2 separate regions of the Mus musculus genome follow, and region 1 is linked to region 2. The links are chromatin contacts, called in public promoter capture Hi-C maps. All regions are on one chromosome and are shown on one strand. Each heading gives the region's core, a stretch centred on a gene start, on an enhancer-like site or on the middle of the called end of the contact. The rest is flanking DNA. Distances are from core to core; before and after follow the strand shown. Region 1 holds the start of Ecrg4 (ECRG4 augurin precursor). Region 2 has its middle 21 kb from the start of Nck2.

What was found. Promoter capture Hi-C pulls out the DNA fragments that hold promoters and counts their contacts.
Region 1: a contact with region 2 is called in a promoter capture Hi-C map of neural stem cells. The contact joins the promoter of Ecrg4 here to the enhancer-like site in region 2. A contact is called at or near these places in 16 of 39 promoter capture datasets (the C10 cell line, the HPC-7 cell line, HPC-7-derived erythroid cells and 11 more), 4 of 484 Hi-C or Micro-C datasets (embryonic stem cells and spermatogonial stem cells) and 5 of 9 other capture datasets (adipose tissue, embryonic stem cells, liver and 2 more).

The regions. Positions count from the first base shown.
Region 1 is chr1:43,725,425-43,732,051 of GRCm38.p6, forward strand. Ecrg4 (ECRG4 augurin precursor) reads left to right here and starts at 5,178. Exons shown (of 4, transcript NM_024283.3): 1 at 5,178-5,539. The coding sequence starts at 5,461.
Region 2 is chr1:43,421,990-43,428,415 of GRCm38.p6, forward strand. No RefSeq gene overlaps it. Among named protein-coding and RNA genes, the nearest start is that of Nck2, 21 kb to the right of the region's middle. Within about 2 kb of position 4,697, at least 17 of the 459 cell types and tissues checked have an H3K27ac peak or open chromatin away from gene starts, as enhancers often do. A contact at or near this core is called in neural stem cells, where this site is marked.

The DNA of each region.
Region 1 (6,627 bases), core at 3,928-6,427, 300 kb after region 2:
ATTATCTGAAAACACCATAACAATAAACTCAGAACCATGAATTTGCTATTTGATCCTTAACTCACAGGCTTAAACATCTCAGATCAGTTTGTAATAACGTTATAGAAGGGCTGGGTCCAAGCCTTGTACTTTTAAATTTTTTGTATCAATAGAAGAAATTTATACTAATAATAACCTTGATTCTGTATCAAAACAAATTCTGTACCAAAATAAGAAACTATGACTTCAATTTAGTGACTATTGTAAAGATTTCTACCAAACGCAGTTATCAATCAATTGATACACAATCAATTCTAGCTCTTTCCTCCCTGAACCAATTATGATCATTTCAATATTCCCGAGAAAGAGAACTAGAATAACCACCTCTAGACCCCCATGTTCGGAGAACTGGGGCAACGATTCTTCATAACTTCTTCAAGATGAATATAAATGCTGAGATATCTTTGAAGGGGGTGAATGGTAGGAAAAATGGGAGAGTTGGATGACCTTAAAAAGGCCACACCAACGATTGTTTTAGTCTCTGACATCTGTGTCCTGACTGGATCCAGATGAAAGTCCAAGAGATCAGGAGTTCAAAGCAGGTCAGTTCAGCATGTCTGCTGATGAGACTCACCAAGGCTGTATATTCTGTAATATACAAATCTCAAAACAAAGTTTTAGAATCATCAAGATACCCTTTTTGTTTGATTCTCTGGAATCTAGTTCTCTGGGGGCCTCCCTTTGTCATATCTGATCCATATAACTCTGGAAGGTGTATAGACACTAATCACCTTATCTAAAAACACAAAGACAAAACCTTTCTCCCAAATCAGCATATCCTTGGGCCAGTAACCAGAAAAACTTTTATTTTGACCTCTCTCCCAGAGGAATAATATAACCATAAAACCCCAAATCACCCCCATTTTGAAAATTAAAACAATCTAAAACAAATGTAGTAAACTAAAATACTATATGTGCCCATTCTTAGTTTTTTTTTCTATTTTGCCATGCCAGGAAATTAACCCAAAATTCCCGTGGAGTCAATGTTCAAAAGAATATGAGTTATCCTGCAAGACTTCAAATCTTCCCTAAAACAAGTGTTTTCGTACAATCTCTCTGCTATCCTAAAAAATCTTTTGCTTATTGTAAAAACCTATTCTCAGGCCTTTTTCCTAATCTGTCATATCAGGAAAATCAATGCAAAATTCCTGTGAGCCCACATTCAAAGAATATGAGTTAGTAATCCTGCAGACCTTATTATACCATTTTTTAAAACAATTGACTCACACTTCTATCTATACCTGCTTATAAACAGGGAGCTTGTCAAACCAGGATTTTAACCCAAAATTTCCATAGAGCCTATGTTAGAAAGAGTATGAGTATCCTGTAAGACTTATTAAAGCATTATATTTTATACTATCTTTAAAGCAATTAATTCAAACTTTCACTAATATCTGCCTATAAAAAGCAGGTAATTTTTACTTGTTAAGCTCTCTGACTAGAGCAGCCATCCTGTTATACCATCTAACTATTATGCTCTCTACCTGGAGCCACAGACTTATCCTGTCTGTTAGTCTGTGTCTTTTTATTGGGGAATTGAGTCCATTGATGTTAAGAGATATTAAGGAAAAGTGATTGTTGTTTCCTGTTATTTTTGATATTATTTTTATGTTTGTGTGGCTATCTTCTTTTGGGTTTGTTGAAAAAGATTACTTGCTTTTTATAGGGTGTAGTTTCCCTCCTTGTGTTGGAATTTTCCATCTATTATCCTTTGTAGGACTGGGTTTGTGGAAAGATATTATGTAAATTTGGTTTTGTTATGGAAAATTTTGGTTTCTCCATCTGTGGTAATTGAGAGTTTTGCTGGATATAGTAGTCTGGGCTGGCATTTGTATTCTCTTAGGGTCTGTATGACATCTGTCCAGGATCTTCTAGCTTTTATAGTCTCTGGTGATAAGTCTGGTGTAATTCTGATAAGTCAGTCTTTATATGTTACTTGACCTTTTCCCCTTACTTCTTTTAATATTCTTTCTTTGTTTTGTGCATTTGGTGTTTTGACTATTATGTGACAGGAGGAATTTCTTTTCTGGTCGAGTCTATTTGGCATTCTGTAGGCCTCTTATATGTTTATGGGCATCTCTTTCTTTAGGTTAGGGAAGTTTTCTTCTATAATTTTGTTGAAGATATTTACTGGCCCTTTAAGTTGGGAATCTTCACTCTCTTGTATACCTACTATCCTTAGGTTTGGTCTTCTCATTGTGTCCAGGATTTCCTGGATGTTTTGAGTTAGGAGCTTTTTGCATTTTGCATTTTCTTTGATTGTTGTGTCAATGTTTTCTATGGTATCTTCTGCACCTGAGATTCTCTCTTTTGTCTCTAGTATTCTTGTGTCTGTGACTCCTGATCTCTTTCCTAGGTTTTCTAACTCCAGAGTTGTCTCCCTTTGTGATTTGTTTATTGTTTCTAGTTCCATATTTAGGTCCTGAAAGGTTTTGTTTAATTCTTTCACCCGTTTGGTTGTGTTTTCTTGTAATTCTTTAAGGGATTTTTGTGTTTCCTCTTTAAGGGCTTCTAGTTGTTTACCTGTGTTCTCCAGTATTTCTTTAAGGGAGTTATTTATGATCTTTTTTTTTTTTTTTTTTTTTTGGTTTTTTGAGACAAGCTTTCTCTGTGTAGCCCTGGCTATCCTGGAACTCACTCTGTAGACCAGGTTGGCCTCGAACTCAGAAATCCGCCTGCCTCTGCCTCCTGCGTGCTGGGATTAAAGGCGTGCACCACCACGCCCGGCTCTATTTATGTTCTTCTTAAAGTCCTCTATAATCATTATGAGATGTGATTTTAAATCAGAGTCTAGCTATTCTAGTGTGTTAGGGTATCCAGGCTCCCTGTGGTGCGAGAAGTGGTTTCTGATGATGCTAAGTAGCCTTGGTTTCTGTTGCTTATGTTCTTGCCCGTGCCTCTCACCATCTGGTTATCTCTGGTGTTAACTGGCACCTTGCTATCTCTGATTGTGGCTTGTCTCTCCTGCAAGCCTGTGTGTCAGTACTCTTGGGAGACCAGTTCTCTCCAGGAGGAAGTTGGGTATGGAGAACTGTGGCACAGGGTCATCAACAAGTTGCCTTTCAGAATGCTGGAAGGACAGGGTGCAGACAGAAACTGGAAGGATCCTGTCCCTGGCCATTCCTTGGTTCTTGTGTTCTGATGGCTCGGGGGGGGGGGGTCCCTTTTGGGCCAGGAATTTGAGCAGAAGTGGTGGTCTTACCTATGCTCACAGGCGTGTCCACACTCCTTTAAAAGCATTTTGAAGGATGCATTTTATTTTTATGTTATATGTATATTCATGTGCACCCATGCATGTGTACTACATACTTATCTGGTGCCCATGAACACCAAAAGAGGGCACGAGATCCCCTGGAACTGAAGTTACAGGTGGTTATGAGATGCTCTGTAGGTGCTGGAACAGAACTAGGGTTCCCTGCAAAAGAACAAGTAGTTTAACCTCAGAGCCAACTCTCTTTAGCCCCCTCCTTAAGCATTGTAAAGCAAACCTCTTACATTGCATCATTTTAACCATAAATCTTTCAGGCTGCTGTTGAAAGGGTGGAGGGCTTTAAAAGGGCACCCAGTTCCATTTCCTACACCTACAAAACGGCAATCCTGTAATGGAGCCTATTCCACTGTAACAGCTCTCTCGCCATCTCTTATGATGTGGTATTGGATCAAAGTTGTGTTAGATTGTCTCTCTGTCCTACATGGTGTGTCCTACAGAGCTTCCTTATAGAGTGCTTGGCTGATGGCACCCCAGAGGGTAAGGTCACTTCCCCTGCTCCTCTGTCACCAAATTATCTGTGAACCAGTAGTTAAGGCAGATGTCACTGCAGCATTCTAAAAGACAACTCATTGGGCAGCATTTGAAAAGCCCTGATGACAATGACACTAGGGTTGAATTGGCATCGTTCCGGAATGATAGCTCCTGAGAGTCTAGCCTGGGCACGAAGGAGATAAAGACCACAGGTGGCAAGGTGCTGAGCACAGGACACGGAGGCCAGAGTCTAGGTGGTAACACTACCAACATTTTTGTGTGCTCACAGCATAGGAGGCTCTCCACATTGACTTCTTACCTCAGCTCAGCAGATGCTGCAGCCTCCACTTTAGAGACCCACACATAGACAGACAAGTGAGTTCTCTAAATATTTGTGCAGAATGCAGAGAAATACTAAACCCTGTTCCTTTCCACTGTGCTCAGTCTTCAAGGGAGAAAAGGTTCTCACCACCAAGGCCAAGGGAAGGGCAAGAGGACAGGAAAGCTTCTGTAGTGGAGTTGCTCCCTGTGCCGTCTGAGACACGCTTCAGCATCCCCGAGAGTCGTTAAATAAAGTTCAGATTGCTATGTCTTACCCAACACCCGATGGATCACAGGTGACCAGCAGTATGCACTAGCAAGCTCCGAACTCTCATATACCTGTGACTCCCAAATCAGTATTTACATCCCTCCCAGGTTCACCTTTCCCTTCTTTTCCTTTGATGGCTAAACTCTGATTTTCTCCTGCCTGCTGGAGAAACCCTTCTACATGAGAAGGCCTCTCCCTGAGTGGCCAGACACTAAGCAGCTCTCCTTGATTTAAAACTGAGAATCTTTGTGAAGGAACTGAGCTCAGCTCAGACTGGGAAAAAGGCTCCAAAGCCAAGTTTCCATTCATCAATTGAAAACAGTTTTTGTCTTTCTCTACCAAACCTGCCGCTGGGAATGGAACCCAGAGTCCAGCATAGTGGTCAGGAAAACCCCCGGTTGGTCTTCTCTTTTGTTGAGCACACTGTTTTATGACCTCTCTTAGTGGTCAAGTGTGCTACTGAGAAAATGAGTGTCTTCTGCCTTCTTTCCAATTGCTCAACTGTCCCAGAATGAGAGTGTGCACAGTGGACACAGCATGTTCACTAAAAACTTTGCAAAAACACTTTTGCACTGCAGCGGTTTGAGTTGACATGTTTTTCCTGGATTGCAGTTCTGAACCCAGAATCTTTCAAAATATCATAAAAAGAGACCCTGCAGGAGCCAACCTTAACTACAGTTCAGGAATTAAGAACATTCCAAAGGCTACTTTAAAAGGCAAGGCCTGAGCCTGACGCCAAGGGCCTGGGTTGCTAGGGGAGGGTTGTGCTGCAGAGGAACGGCTCAGGGGGGCGTGCGGAAAAGAGGAGTGAGCCAACATTCTCTGTCCAGGCTGGTTGGGCTGTGCCTGGCATCAGTCTTGCCCTCTCCCCTTTGGCCACGCGGCCCTTCTCAGCGATTTGCAGCAGACCCGCAGGGCAGTGTGCCTCGGTGGCATTGAACTGAAGCTTGGCTCTCGGCCTGGCCTGCTGGCTAGTTGCCCACCCTGTGGGTCCCGCCCAGAGCAAGGATACTGGAGCTTTCGCCTGCCTCACTGAGCCTGGGTCTCCACTCCAGTCATCCCTCCAGCTACTTTGCAGCACTCTGTCGCCATGAGCACCTCGTCTGCGCGGCCTGCAGTCCTGGCCCTTGCCGGGCTGGCTCTGCTCCTTCTGCTGTGCCTGGGTCCAGGTAAGTGGAGGATACCTGGCGGAGAGTGCTGAGGGTGCTGGGGAAGGAGATTGGAAATGGGGTGCTTCATGCCTGAATATGATCCTGCTCTTAACCTGTACTAAACCAAGAAGACAATGGAACCGGGTCTAGTATTTTACACTCATGTAAGTCCCAATGAGTGCACTTGGGCAGGCAGTGAGGGACTCAGATTCAAAGAGAGCATAGTAGACTGAGGGGCAACCTTGGGCAAATGAAGTAAGGATCTGAAAGAACCACAAGAAGTGCTAAATCAGGGATGGTGGAGGCTTGAAGGGAGTATCATTCTGAGGCAGGACACACTGCTGTCTTTCTCCAATTCTTCCAATTTCTTCCAAATTTCTTCCAAATTCTTCCAATTTCTTCCAGGCAGTTTGGGGCAACAGAGCTGACTAAGAGCGTTCAGGCTGCAAAGCTGAGCAATGTTTAACTTTTTCTATTATATTCAGCGGAATTATTAGCTATTGTATTTCTACTAGCTATTATATTTAAACATTAAATATATCTACATATTAGCAAATATATATCTACTATATTTAGCTGAATTAACTGAAAATCCCCAGGTCTCTCTACATTAAAAGCACTTAAGCAGTACACCGTAAATACTATACCCAGAGCTCCACAGACTCTACCTTCTGAACCTGGAAAGTTCTTCTTTTGTGTGACCCTTTAGAGGTCACAAGTGAGTTCCTGTGCATAGGAACGCCTTTGAGGTTTATAACTCTGGGAGGCAGTAGGGTGACCCTAGGTTTACTGCCAAGAGAACAGTAGCTGGAAGACACCAAACTATTTACCTATCACCTGAGACTGGTGTTTGTCCCAGTGCGAAGGGGTGGCCATTGCCAGATGTAAATAGAAGACGCACTCAGTTTCTCTGTGTTTCATTTTTGCTTTCTCAGAGCAGGCATGGTAAACCTAACTCCAGAATGAGGGGAGGCAGGGTCACAGCATGAGAGACCATGAAAATAAAGGGGAGGTTGTTCTTATTGGAAGGGTGACTGGTGCAAATGACATCAGTACCCTCTTGTGAGCTAGCTTCGTGAACATGGCGTTAGGCCATTCATTTTCAA
Region 2 (6,426 bases), core at 3,447-5,946:
CTCCTAAAGTATAAAAGTTCCCAGTGCTGTCCCATGGTCTACGGGTGACTCTGCTGGGCTATTCTGGTGTTTTCTAGCACAACTAGACCAACATGAGTGATTCTTTAAGAAAGCTGAAGGAAAACCAAACCAGGAGTGGCCAAAGGATGCTTTCCCCACAGGCTTTCTCTTGCTTTATTGGCAAAAATACATACATACATACATACATACATACATACATACATACAAAACCAAAACACCAAAAAACCCAAAAGGTCTAGCCTCTGCTCAAAGCAGCCAATGAAGTTCAGGGAGAGGCACATGGCACATGATTGAGCGGTGACTAGCCAATGAGGATCGGGGGCAGGGTGTCCAAATAAGTTAGAGTTTGAGAAAAAAAAATACACTTTCATTCACTTTAGATCTTACTTGGAATTCTAGAGAATGGAAAGATCTACACACAAGAGAACTTTAAATAATAAACATGATACCCAAATTTGGAGGGAAGATAGTTTCCTCAGCACAGAAAATCATGAAAAGGGAATCTTTACATGGATGCAAGCACTATTATGTAAAAGACAAGGAAAGACCAAAGTGAATTTAATAGAAAATGGTCAATGCATTTGTTACATCTAGGGGTCATATATGTAATAATGTCATGACCCAAAAAGTTATGTGCAAAGAACCACAAGTAGAATTATCCACCGGTAGCGAGCGTGTGCATCTGCTTTTTGCCCTGTGACAAATGCAGAGATCAACTTGAATGAAGAAAGCCTTGTTAGCGCTCCTGGCTTCAGAGGCTTCCATCCATGGTTAACAGTGTTACTCGGCTCAGAGGAGATGGTCCTCAGGGTGAGGAATACGCGGCCAAGGAAACCGCTTCCCTCATGACAGCTGGGAAGTGGGAGGGGATATTTAGATCCAAGCTAGAACAGGAATCTAATTCATAACAAGATGTGGGAAAAGCCAGTCATTGACTTGTCGTCAAACCTGATAAATAAAAACAACATAGCAGTTTTCTAGTTACATATCTGACTAAGGAATTTATCCACTCCACAGGTCTACTCAATCCCAAAGTCCAGTGAAACTAATACATCCATTTTATTTTAAACTTAAAAGACACTTTTATTAGGTTTTAAAAGGAAAAGCCCCAGAGTGACAGGCTATAAATCTGTACGGCTGCTCAGAGTAGGGGAAGGGAAGAGAAGCATGCTGTTGAGTTAAGCCAGTAAGGAAGTCAGCCACAACTGCCTAGCAGACAAAAGGCAGGAAGAGGAGCTCAGAGAGATGGGAATGAAGCTCAGAGAGCCAGAAAGGGCATGCCTGGGCTCTAGCAGCACTCAAAGGAAAGAGAAAAGTGAAGAAGAAGAAGAAAAAAAAAGCAAAAGGTCCAAGTTACACCTTTCTTGAGTTGTCACAAGAAGCTCATGGTGGCTCTGTAGCAACTGCCCTAGGGGGTAGGAATTCTGGGAACAGAACGTACATTATCTCACTAACAGGATAATTAGTATTCCTATCTCTTTTGCATGGCCTAGGGTGAACTTGCCTTCCTTACTGGTAGTTCCCTAGCCAGGTGATTGACTCACCCAACTGGAATGTTAGGTCTATACCCAGAGCCAGTGCGATACTGTTGGGACTTTCGACTTCCACCATAGTGAGTTAGTTAGCTGATAAGTTAGCCAGCTGTGGTGTTTTGCTATAGAGGAACAAAATGAACTGAGACATGTACTAATTTTGCTCAAGAGATCTTCACAACTTCATGACTTTTTAAAGGACCACCTCTGAATGCCTGTTCTAGTTTGCTTTTCTATTGCTGTGATAAAACACTGACCTAGCCACACACCTTTAATGCCAGCACTCAGGAGGCAGAGTCAGGTGGATCTCTGTGAATTCCAGGTCAGCCAGAATTACTTAAAATAACTTATCTGAACAATAAAGGAAGGAAGAAAAAATGAAGGAAGGAAGGAAGGGAGGGAGGGAGGAAGGGAGGAAAGGAGGGAAGGAGGGAGGAAAGGAGGGAAGGAGGGAGGAAGGGAGGGAAGGAGGGAGGGAGGGAGGGAGGGAGGGAGGGAGGGAGGGAGGGAGGGAGGGAGGGAGGAAGAAAAAAACTTCAGACAAGAACTGAACCAGAGACCATGGAGGAACATTGCTTACTGGCTTGATCCCTCTGTTTCGTTCAGGGTGTTTTCTTATTCTGCATAAGTAAAATCACCTGTCCAGGGATGGCACTGCCCTTAGTGGGTTGGGTCGCCATACAGCTGTTAGAAGAAAATTAAATGCCCCTCGGATACACCTATTAGCCAATCTAATAGACGTAGTCCCTCAGTTGAGGTTCTTTCTTCCCGCATGTGTCAAGTTGACAACTGAAGTTAAATAGGACACAATCACTATGAAGATTCGTTTTCAACGTGACCACTGTATATCGCCAAGCACAAAAGCTAATTATTTTAGGGAAATATAATAGAAGGGAAAGAATCCAGGATGGTAGTGATAGCCGAGCCAACCTGGGATCATTTCTTTTAAAAATGTTTAGTGTAAAGCTTATAAACATTTAATTTAAAAATCAAATTGATGTAGTCAATTCCTTACAAGGTGAGACTTGGGAAATGTTGTTTTTCCAACTAGTGGTAGTGTTTTCGGCTGAAAGGAACCATCCACATTTGGTTGAATGTCTCAAGAGATCCTAATCCATATCTTTGGTCCATTCCAGTTTTAGATTCTATTGCTTGATATGAGTCAAAAGATATCTTTGTTGACTTTCCTTGTATGCTACACAAAAAGCTGTAAATTTTGTCTTTTAAAACAGTGCTGTGTATATCCTAACATTTCTAGGAGAGGCCAAAGCGGAATAAAGTTTTACAGGGTTTAAAACCCTCCTGTAGCCGAGCGTGGTGGCACACACCTTTAATCCCAGCACTCGGGAGGCAGAGGCAGCAGGTGGATTTCTGAGTTCGAGGCCAGCCTGGTCTACAAAGTGAGTTCCAGGACAGCCAGGGCTATACAGAGAAACCCTGTCTCTCAACAACAACAACAACAAAAACCCTCCTGTGTGGCTAGCTGTGGGACACACATTTAATGGTAGCACTCAAGAGGCAGATTTCTGTGAATTTGAGGCCGATCTGGTCTACCTAGACCCGTGGTTCTCAACCGTCCTAATGCTGTGACCCTTTAAGTTCCTCATGTTGCAGTAATCCCAGACCATTTTTGTTTCCTATTTCATAATTAGCATTTGCTACTATTATGAATCATAATGTAAATATATGTGTTTTCTCATTGTGTTAGGTGACCCCTGTGAAAGGGTTATGGGTCAATTGCCAAAAGGATTTTGACTCACAGGTTGAGAACCACTGACCTAGACAGTTCTAATCTAGCAAGAACTCTTTAGTAAGACCCTGTCTCAAATAAAACAAAACAAACAAGAAAACCCAAACAAACGAACAGCATAAAAAACATTCTGTGAGTGGGCTAAGTTCTTTCTGCAGGCTTGAGAGGAGAGGTCATTCCTGATTTTTCAGACACTTTCCCCAGCATCCCTTAGTCCCTGGTCACTTCTTCCACCTTCAAGCCAGTTGGCCACCCCAGCCCTACTCTTGGCTTCCTTCAGTCTCTAAGGGTCTCATGCCTTCTCTTCTGCCTGGGTTCAAATTCCCCTCCTTTAAAGACACATGTGATCATACTTAGGGGTCATTTGGGCAGTCCAAGATAATGTCCATCTCTAGACCCTAAATCATATGTACTTATTTGTTCTCCATGAAGTAAGAGTCACAGGTTCTAGGCAGGGGTCAGGTTGTCCATGTCCCCCATCTTATCATCCTGCTCTTCTCTGTTGTTTTATTGTGGATGTGATGTGACCAGCTACTTAAACCCTTTCTCCCTTAAGTTGTTTCTGTCAGGACATTTTATAATAGCAACGGAATAGAAACTAAGACATTTGTCTCCTTGCTAGGAACAGGAAGCTATTCTAGAAAATTCTAGATACATTGGAATTGCCCAGAATTCCCTCCAACTTCTTCATTTTGTCCTGTGTGTTATTCTTTTACTCTCCTTCCCACGTGTTATGAATATGGGATGTTCTGTCTTCCAGAAGTTGGAGCAGAAGGGAAGGGAAGGAATGGGGATTTTGGTTAGCACCTGTGGGAAGATTGTCCTCATCACACTGAGTGGAGAATTTAGTAAAAGAGGCATTAGCTACAAATACATCATATACTGCAGTTCAGGAATGAGTTTGATCATCAGAAAACAACACGAACTTAATTTTCTATTTTGTCAGTACTAACAGAACTTCTGTCTATCACACTGACTTAAGGGGAGTATAGCTCAATAAGTAAAAATAATGCTTGTTGTATTTTGTGGTTGAAAAACAGAGCCAGGTTTCGCCTTCATTCTGCCTCTGATCTGTCCTTGAGATCGGATCTTCCAGACGACATTCGAAGTGGAGTGATTCATTCCAGGAGTTAATAGTGGGAGACTAGGAGACTAGGTGTTGCCTATGTCCGGAAACAACTGAGAAGTCAGGAAAAATACATGTGTAAGGAGCTGCTAGGAAAGGAAATCTCACATCTCTTGGCTTTGAGGGTCTGACTTCCGATCCACTGTTAACTGTTTGCAGGATAAACTTCTATTTACTGTCTTTCAGAAGGCATCCTGTGCTGGGTCGAGGGTGATTTCTAAAGCCTGGGAGGGACTACTCAGATGGAAGGGAAGGACCCAGTATCTTACTCTGATCTTCAGCCTTGGGTTTAGGGTAATAGAAGCTTGTGCACTTGAGCTAAGAATAGCCTTGCTTTTTTACTTAATGCGCACAGCCTCAAAATAGCTTGGCAGAACTCCCCATTGGCATCCATGTGAAGAGAGACAGCAGCTCCAATCTCACTGAGAGTCGATTGCTCCTGCCACTCAGTCACCAAATTCTACTCAGGTCTCAGGAGAGCTGGCTGAAATCCCAATTTAACTTTGTTTGTGGGGGGAGAGGGGAGTGGGGCTTTCATTTGTAATGAGTCTGAAGCACATATATATTTCAAGTGATAATGTTCATTATCCCGGTGTGGGTGATTCTTAAAAGCCTCCCCCTCCGCTCTCCCCAGAATTGTGACTGTTATTTCCTTCTGTGCATTCTGCACACTGGGACCTAGTCACACACGAGATTCACTTTTTCATGGCAATGAACATTTTGACACATGTATATCCAGTGCTTGGTTTGACTCCAACAAGCAGCTGTTGTTTTAATTAGCAGCGATGGCTGACAGGTGATCAAGCTTCACCCAAGTGGCTTTTCTTGAAGCTGTTGCTTTTAGGTAAAGTGGAGACTTGGACGTTCCAGAGATCTGGTGGGCAGTTCAGTAGCCACTGAGGGGACAGGCCTGAAAGCCAAGGCATAGCATTAGTCATCTTGAAAACAACCTAGGCAGTGAGGTCAGTGGGGGAAAGACCCAGTGAAAGATGACCTGCTATAGCTAACTTCAGTCCAGGGAAGACACTCTCTTGCCCTTTCAAGATCGTTTTCTATGCAGTGTGACCTGGTAAGGAACTGACAGCCAAGAGCAAGGACTGATTATAGAGGAGTTCAGCACCTCTTGTATATTACACTGAGTAAACGGGGCTCATCATTTCCAGGAATGGTGAGGCATGCTAACATCCTCCCCCTCTGCCCCCAGAAAGCACCAGACCATCCATCAACTGCCGACTTGAATGGCTACAAAATGCCAGCAAGACATTTCCTCTTCTCATTTTGATAATAGGTGAGATCTATCATCCGCTCTTGCATTTTAATCTGTTTTCTGTTGTAGACATTTATTTATCTAGTGATCTGGAGAATAAGAGATCTAGCAGTAGCTCAGGACCTAGTGAGGAACCACTGCTGGGTCATGGCATAGCAGAGAAGACAGAGTATGCCTTCCAGGAAGAGCTACTGTAATTATCTTCATAATCCATCTATCCATCCATCCATCAGGGCTGAATCCATGCACTAGTGCAGAGCCCTCCTGGCCCAGTCTTCTCCCAAAGGCCCTGTATGCTTGCATCTCTTAACACCATCAGCATGAATCTGGGAAGGAATTTACAAACTACAGCAGCCTACTGTTTGAGTCAATGTTTTGCTATCTGCTGGATCGGATAGGAAGTTGTATAGATCAGGAAACTTTGGATTACAGAGCCATGAGTAGTCTTTATAATGATCTCCAGTAAGTGGTTTCCCAGATGATATCAGTGACCCACATCCTCCAGGGTCAAGGCCTCTTACTTGATATCCTTCCCCTCACCAGGAGTTAGACATTATAACTTGTATCTCGCAAATATGGGAAAGGTAAATTATAGAAAATGTGTGGTTTCGTCTGAAATCATTTAACTTACCCTTCCTTTCATTGAACGAAACTCAGCTGCCATCTTAACCTGACCCATGTAAAGGAACACTTAAGAAGAACACAGATTAACACTTGCATGACAGGCTTT